Regions from separate parts of the Rattus norvegicus genome. Here region 1 is linked to region 2. A link is a contact called in public Hi-C data. All regions are on one chromosome and are shown on one strand. The core of a region is the stretch at or near the end of the contact, and the rest is flanking DNA. Distances in the headings are between cores, read along the strand shown.

Region 1 (2,700 bases), core at 6-2,505, 54 kb after region 2:
AACTCTCAGGCTTAGTCAGAGTCCAGGACTTCAAGCCAAAGGCTTCAGGACTGGCTTGTGTATCCTCCTTGCCCCCTGGTGTCTATGACTCTGACTCCACTCCCTGGCAAGCTCTGCTCCAGAGCCTCAAGGTGTGTGGAAGCCCCTGGGGCCTTCACAGGGCCAGGTTTTAGGAGCCAAGGGTTCTGCCTCCCCCACCAACCTACGAGGCTGGAGAGGAGGGAGCCACTGGACAGGGGCCTGTGGCCCTTGAGTCTGGAGGAAGGGCTGTGAGCTTCCCTTCAGCCATTCCACACAGGGGTGTAAGAGCAGGCTGTAAGGATGGCTCTAGAGTCCGTAGGTAAGGACTATGCTGTCCTGTGGATTTCTAGTGACTTAACAATAAAAACAATAAAACAAGGACCAGTGGTGTGCTCAGTGTGTCAGACCACTTCCTGCCCAAACTGACCCTAGGGACACACATGGTGGAAGGAGAGAATCCTCAGACCTCAACGGGTGGGTGAACACACACACACACACACACACACACACACCTAAATAAATAAACAAACTTTTCGTCGTGGTTACCGGTTTTAAACCAATGCTCTGATCCCAGAAGAAATGGGACATCAAGCAGAAGGGAAAACCCTAACCGGAGGAGAGGGGCCACATCTCGCCCAGGATAGCCCACAGTGAGGTGGTCAGTTCAGGGCCATCCCCTCCCACTTTGCTCTGGGAAAATGGGACGGAGCCCAGGCAGAGCAGAAGCTGGTCACACATGGACAAGACAGCACAATCAGGTTTTCTTTGCTGCCATTAGAAGGAAATCTGTAAGGTGACCCAGCAGAGTCCTTGATGGCCAATAGCAGATCCATCAACCCCCCTGCTATTAAACTCTGGGCTCCTTCTGGATGTTGTTCTGACAACATGTGCCTAGGTCCCTTCTGTTTAAGACGCTGTGCCTCAGATTGCTGGCCCCAGACAGGTTTCTGGGATACAATTCTCTCTGAGGCAATAGAGTCCGGGACTGCACCGGGCCCACTCAGTGTCTTACAGAGGAAGTGCCTTACACTCAGTGCCTCGGGAATGGCCCTGGATACTGTGAGCTGCTGAAACTCATCTAGAGGCTCGGAAAGTCCCGGGATCCTTGAGGAGAAGGAAGCTAAGCCTTGATCGCAAAGCAGTCTCCCCGATTGCAGCCCCTGGAAACCAACTCCCCGATGAGGAAAGCACTTGTAGGCTCAACTATTCGTTCACTGTGCTGGTTTCGCCCCCTAGTGGTTGACTCAGGTACTCTCCTAGGTATGTCCCTTCCAGGTTCTGGGTACCTGTCTGGTCAGCAAGTGCTGAGGGGTAGGTTAAGGTTTGGGTGTGTGTAAAGGCCAGACCTCACCCACATTTGCTAATGAACTCTCCTGAGTGCTTGAATTATGAGAATGAGTATCAGATCTAACTCTATCTCTGCCTCCCAAGAGCTGGATCTCTGAATTAGGGGCTAGACTGGTCTATACAGTGAGTTCCAAGACATCAGGCTGCACAGAGAAACTCTTGCTGTGCGTGCCCTCCACCCGTGACTGGTACCTTTCTTGCCTTGCTCTTTCAGTTGACCTGGGGCACATCCTGGAGTCTGGTCTCCTGCCATCCTTCCAGATTCTCACATGGCTGCTGTACTCTATACACTCTCTCCATCTGTGCACATCTGAACATTTCTGTACCTGGCTTTGGGCAAAGCTGCTTCTCTCTATTTTCCCACACTTGGGTTTCATTTTACATCTTACATTTCTTTCTTTTTAAAAAAAAGATTTATTTATTTTATTTATACATGTACACTGTAGCTGTCTTCAGATACACCAGAAGAGGACATCGGATCCCATTACAGATGGTTGTGAGCCACCATGTGGTTGCTGGGATTTGAACTCAGGACCTCTGGAAGAGCAGTCAGTGCTCTAACCACTGAGCCATCTCTCCAGCCCGCATCTTACATTTCTTAACAGTTTTCATCATTATTTTTAAATCCGGGGGCCGACTCAGCCATTATGCTTGTAATGTTTTACCCATTCTCTCTCCTTTCTTCCGCAGAGACTCCGTGTAGGTGTAGAGAAGGCTAGATGAAGTTACCTTATGGCCCTCTAATGTTCTGTTTCTGCTTTTTAAATTTGCTTTTATTTATGTGTTGGCAAAGCGTATGTGGATGTGGGTGCTCAAAGAGGCCAGAAGAGGGGAGTGTTCCACAAAGCTGGAGTTATGGGTTACGGGGGTCTTTAGCCATCTGACATGGTTCTGAGAATTGAACTCAGGTCCTCTGCAAAAGCAATTAACTACTCCTAACTGCTGAGCTCTCTCTTCACCCCCCTGTGGTTCTGTTTTTAAAATCTTAAAATCACCTTTTCTTTGTGTTTAATTGGGGATAGTTGGTGTGCGTGCATGTGTGTGTGTGTGTGTGTGTGTGTGTGTGTGTGTGTGTGTGTGTGTGTTTTTGAGACAAGAGTCTCACTACGTAGAACCAGGCTGGCCCGAAACACAGAAATGTGCTTGAATCTGCCTCCAGCATGCTGGGATAAAAGGTGTGATGACTGGGTAGTTCCTGCTTGGGATGACTAATTGCAGTTGACAGTTTGGCTACATCTGTGTGTCAACTAAATGGAATCAAGTAGAACCCAACCAGGGCTTGCCTGTGAGGGGATTTTCTTGACTGGGTCATCTGAGGTGAAAACCCCCACC
Region 2 (2,700 bases), core at 42-2,541:
ATGACTGACTTCCAGGTGGTTAGGACTAGGGTCTTAAAGCCCACGCCCACAGTGACACACCCACTCCAACAGGGCCACGCCTTCTAAAAGTGCCACTCCCTGGGCCAAGCATATACACGCCGCATGCAATGAAAGAGAGAAAACTGGACAGACACACACAGAGGACAGAACACAGAAAGATAGAAAGTACCAGTCACGATGGCACACGCCTTTGATGCGATTTCTGTGCACTCATAGGCAACCTGCTCTACATAGTGAGCTACAGGACATGGAGGAATACAGAGTGTGACCCTGTCTCCAGAAGAAGTAGAAGAGAAGGAAAAGGAGAAACAGGAGGAGGAGGAGGAAGAAGAGGAGGAGGAGGAGGAAGAAGAGGAGGAAGAGGAAGAAGAGGAGGAGGAGGAAGAAGAGGAAGAGGAAGAAGAAGAGGAGGAGGAGGAGGAAGAAGAGGAGGAGGAGGAAGAAAAAGAAGAGGAGGAGGAAGAGGAGGAGGAAGGTAGGCTCAGAAGAATCAAGACCTTAACCCTCAGGTTCCCCAAACCGAGAGAGTATGCCCTGTGTGGTGCTGTGCTCTCACAGCCCAGTACAGAGTACTGTAACTGGAGCATCCAATCCATATCCACCCAGAGCGCAGGGCGGGGACAGTGCTGAATGTGTCCTTGGATTTCCCCTGAGTTTACTTCCTAAGACGCTCTCTGTGGAATCCCCCTGAAACCAGGGAAGGTGACTCTTCTGAAGTCTCCACGGCCCTCCCCATGAAAATCCTCCCTGTGAAGGCAGAAGGCCTGAGCTCCGGACGGACGCCAACCCAACAGCCCCTCCTCCACGCTGTTCATGCTGCCTGGAAGGCTGCCTGTCATTCCTAAGTGTGAGCCCCTGGGTCCCTCGGGCCCTCTCCTTCCAGCCTTCAGGAATAGTGTGTGGCTCATACCTGGTCCTCCGGGCATTACAGAAAACTTCCTCAACAGGTCTTGGTATCTGTTCTCTGTTCCTCAGCTCTGGCAGGCACAGGGGGCACTGGAGTGAACGTCCTAGACTGACCTGGAGCTGCAGCCCTACCCTGGAGAGCAGGGTGTTCTGGGCTTGGGCACTAGTGGGGGTGAGTGCTTTAGTTTACCTTTGGTAGTAGTGAGGGTCAGCTATCCTCAGTGGTCCCCAACGGCTCCTGCCCCCACGGCTGCATCCTCCTCCCCTGACCCCACCCCCAACCTCTCCTCCACCAATCTCCACCTCCTCAGCTTCCCTTAAGGCCCTCCCTAGCCTTCCCTCCTCAGTCTCTCCCTGTCAGCTCCGGCAAGCTCCGATCGGACTCAGGCAAGGTCCTGGGCCGTGACTGATCAAAGGTTGGAGCATTGTCTCTGGAATGAAAGGGGTGGAACTTCCCTGAAAGCGAAAGTATGGGGTCCAAGTAGAGAGTGGGCCTGGGCGGTTCTGTGACTGGGAAGTCCCAGCTGTTGGTCAACCAATTAATTGGGCTGTGCTGGCAGCCTCTCTACTGGACCTGGTCTCAGGATCCTGCTTGGCTCGCTTCCCTACGACCTCTGCTACCTGGGTACAGTTGTCTGTGCTGATATCAGGTATGACCCTGCCAGGTGGGGGAAGAGGATAGGAGGGTGTTTGGGGGCAGTGGGTGGGGACCCAAGAGGCTGGGACTAGTCTGGCTCTGTTAGATGCTTTTGTGGTCAAGGGTCTGGGCTCTAAGCCCAGGCTGGCTGAGATAGAGTACGAGCTCAGCCCCAGGAGATACGCGCACATCGGAATATATAGACGGCCATACACACTTGCAGAAAGCAGAGACATCCAGGAGGCATACAGAAACAGACATAGAAGCAGAAGACGCCAAAGACGCACTCACAGGCAAGTGTGTGTGCGCACGCACACACACACGTACACACACACACACACACACACACACACGCAGAGGCAATCACATATTACATGACAATCACACACATGGAGAGGCACTAGGACCAGCATGAAGATCTGCAAAGCTGAAACACGCCCAAGTGGAGATGTACCAATGGTTCACAATCATGGCAGGGCCATACCATTTTCCTTGGGTACCTGACATTTATGGGCCCTTCACGGGTCTGAACCCGGCTCCTTTGCTGTTCCCTGGGGGCTCCTGGCCAAATGGCAGAGACATCTCGGATCATATAACTACTCTCTAGGGTTGGAGTTAGACCCAGGAAAGAAAGGGTCTGCTGTGTGCTAGGTCTTGGCCGGTCAGGGAAGGTTTCTCAGAAGAAGAGCTCCCGAGGAAGCTCGGGGCAGCTGGAAGAGCAGGGGCAACTCACGCAAAGACTTGAGGTGGGAGGATGAGCACGGGGCGGCAGAGGGGCGAGAGAGTAAAGCAAGACAAACTAAGGAAGAGCCTTGCATGCCACGTTAAGAAACCTGTACTTCCGTGAGCGATGGCTACCGAGGGGTTTATGTTTATGTTTTGGCAACTGTCAAGGGAGACTGTGTCTCTTTTAAAAATAGGCCTGACCGGCACATACAACAGCTACCGACTGTGTTTGCGAAATCAACATATGAAATTTCCTAAACTCTCGTTATGCCCATAATAACCAAGCGTGAACTGTTCGGCAGATTAAAACGTCCATCTGAACTGCTTCTCTCTGACATCTGCAGCTCTTGCTGAGGCAAGCTTTTCCTTGCCTTGTTGACTTAACTAGATCTCGGAGGCGAACACTGAGG

The links. A called contact is a pair of places that touch in the nucleus more often than the background predicts.
Region 1: a contact with region 2 is called in a Hi-C map of the A7r5 cell line, with 2.9 times the contacts expected there. The contact joins the enhancer-like site here to the promoter of Exoc3l4 in region 2. A contact is called at or near these places in 11 of 12 Hi-C or Micro-C datasets (the A7r5 cell line, Schwann cells, frontal cortex and 6 more) and 1 of 1 datasets of contacts at active chromatin or transcription factors (oligodendrocytes).

The regions. Positions count from the first base shown.
Region 1 is chr6:136,327,011-136,329,710 of GRCr8, forward strand. No RefSeq gene overlaps it. Among named protein-coding and RNA genes, the nearest start is that of Diras3, 19 kb to the right of the region's middle. Within about 2 kb of position 1,256, at least 5 of the 93 cell types and tissues checked have an H3K27ac peak or open chromatin away from gene starts, as enhancers often do. A contact at or near this core is called in the A7r5 cell line, where this site is marked.
Region 2 is chr6:136,272,582-136,275,281 of GRCr8, forward strand. Exoc3l4 (exocyst complex component 3-like 4) reads left to right here and starts at 1,292. Exons shown (of 12, transcript NM_001106759.2): 1 at 1,292-1,577.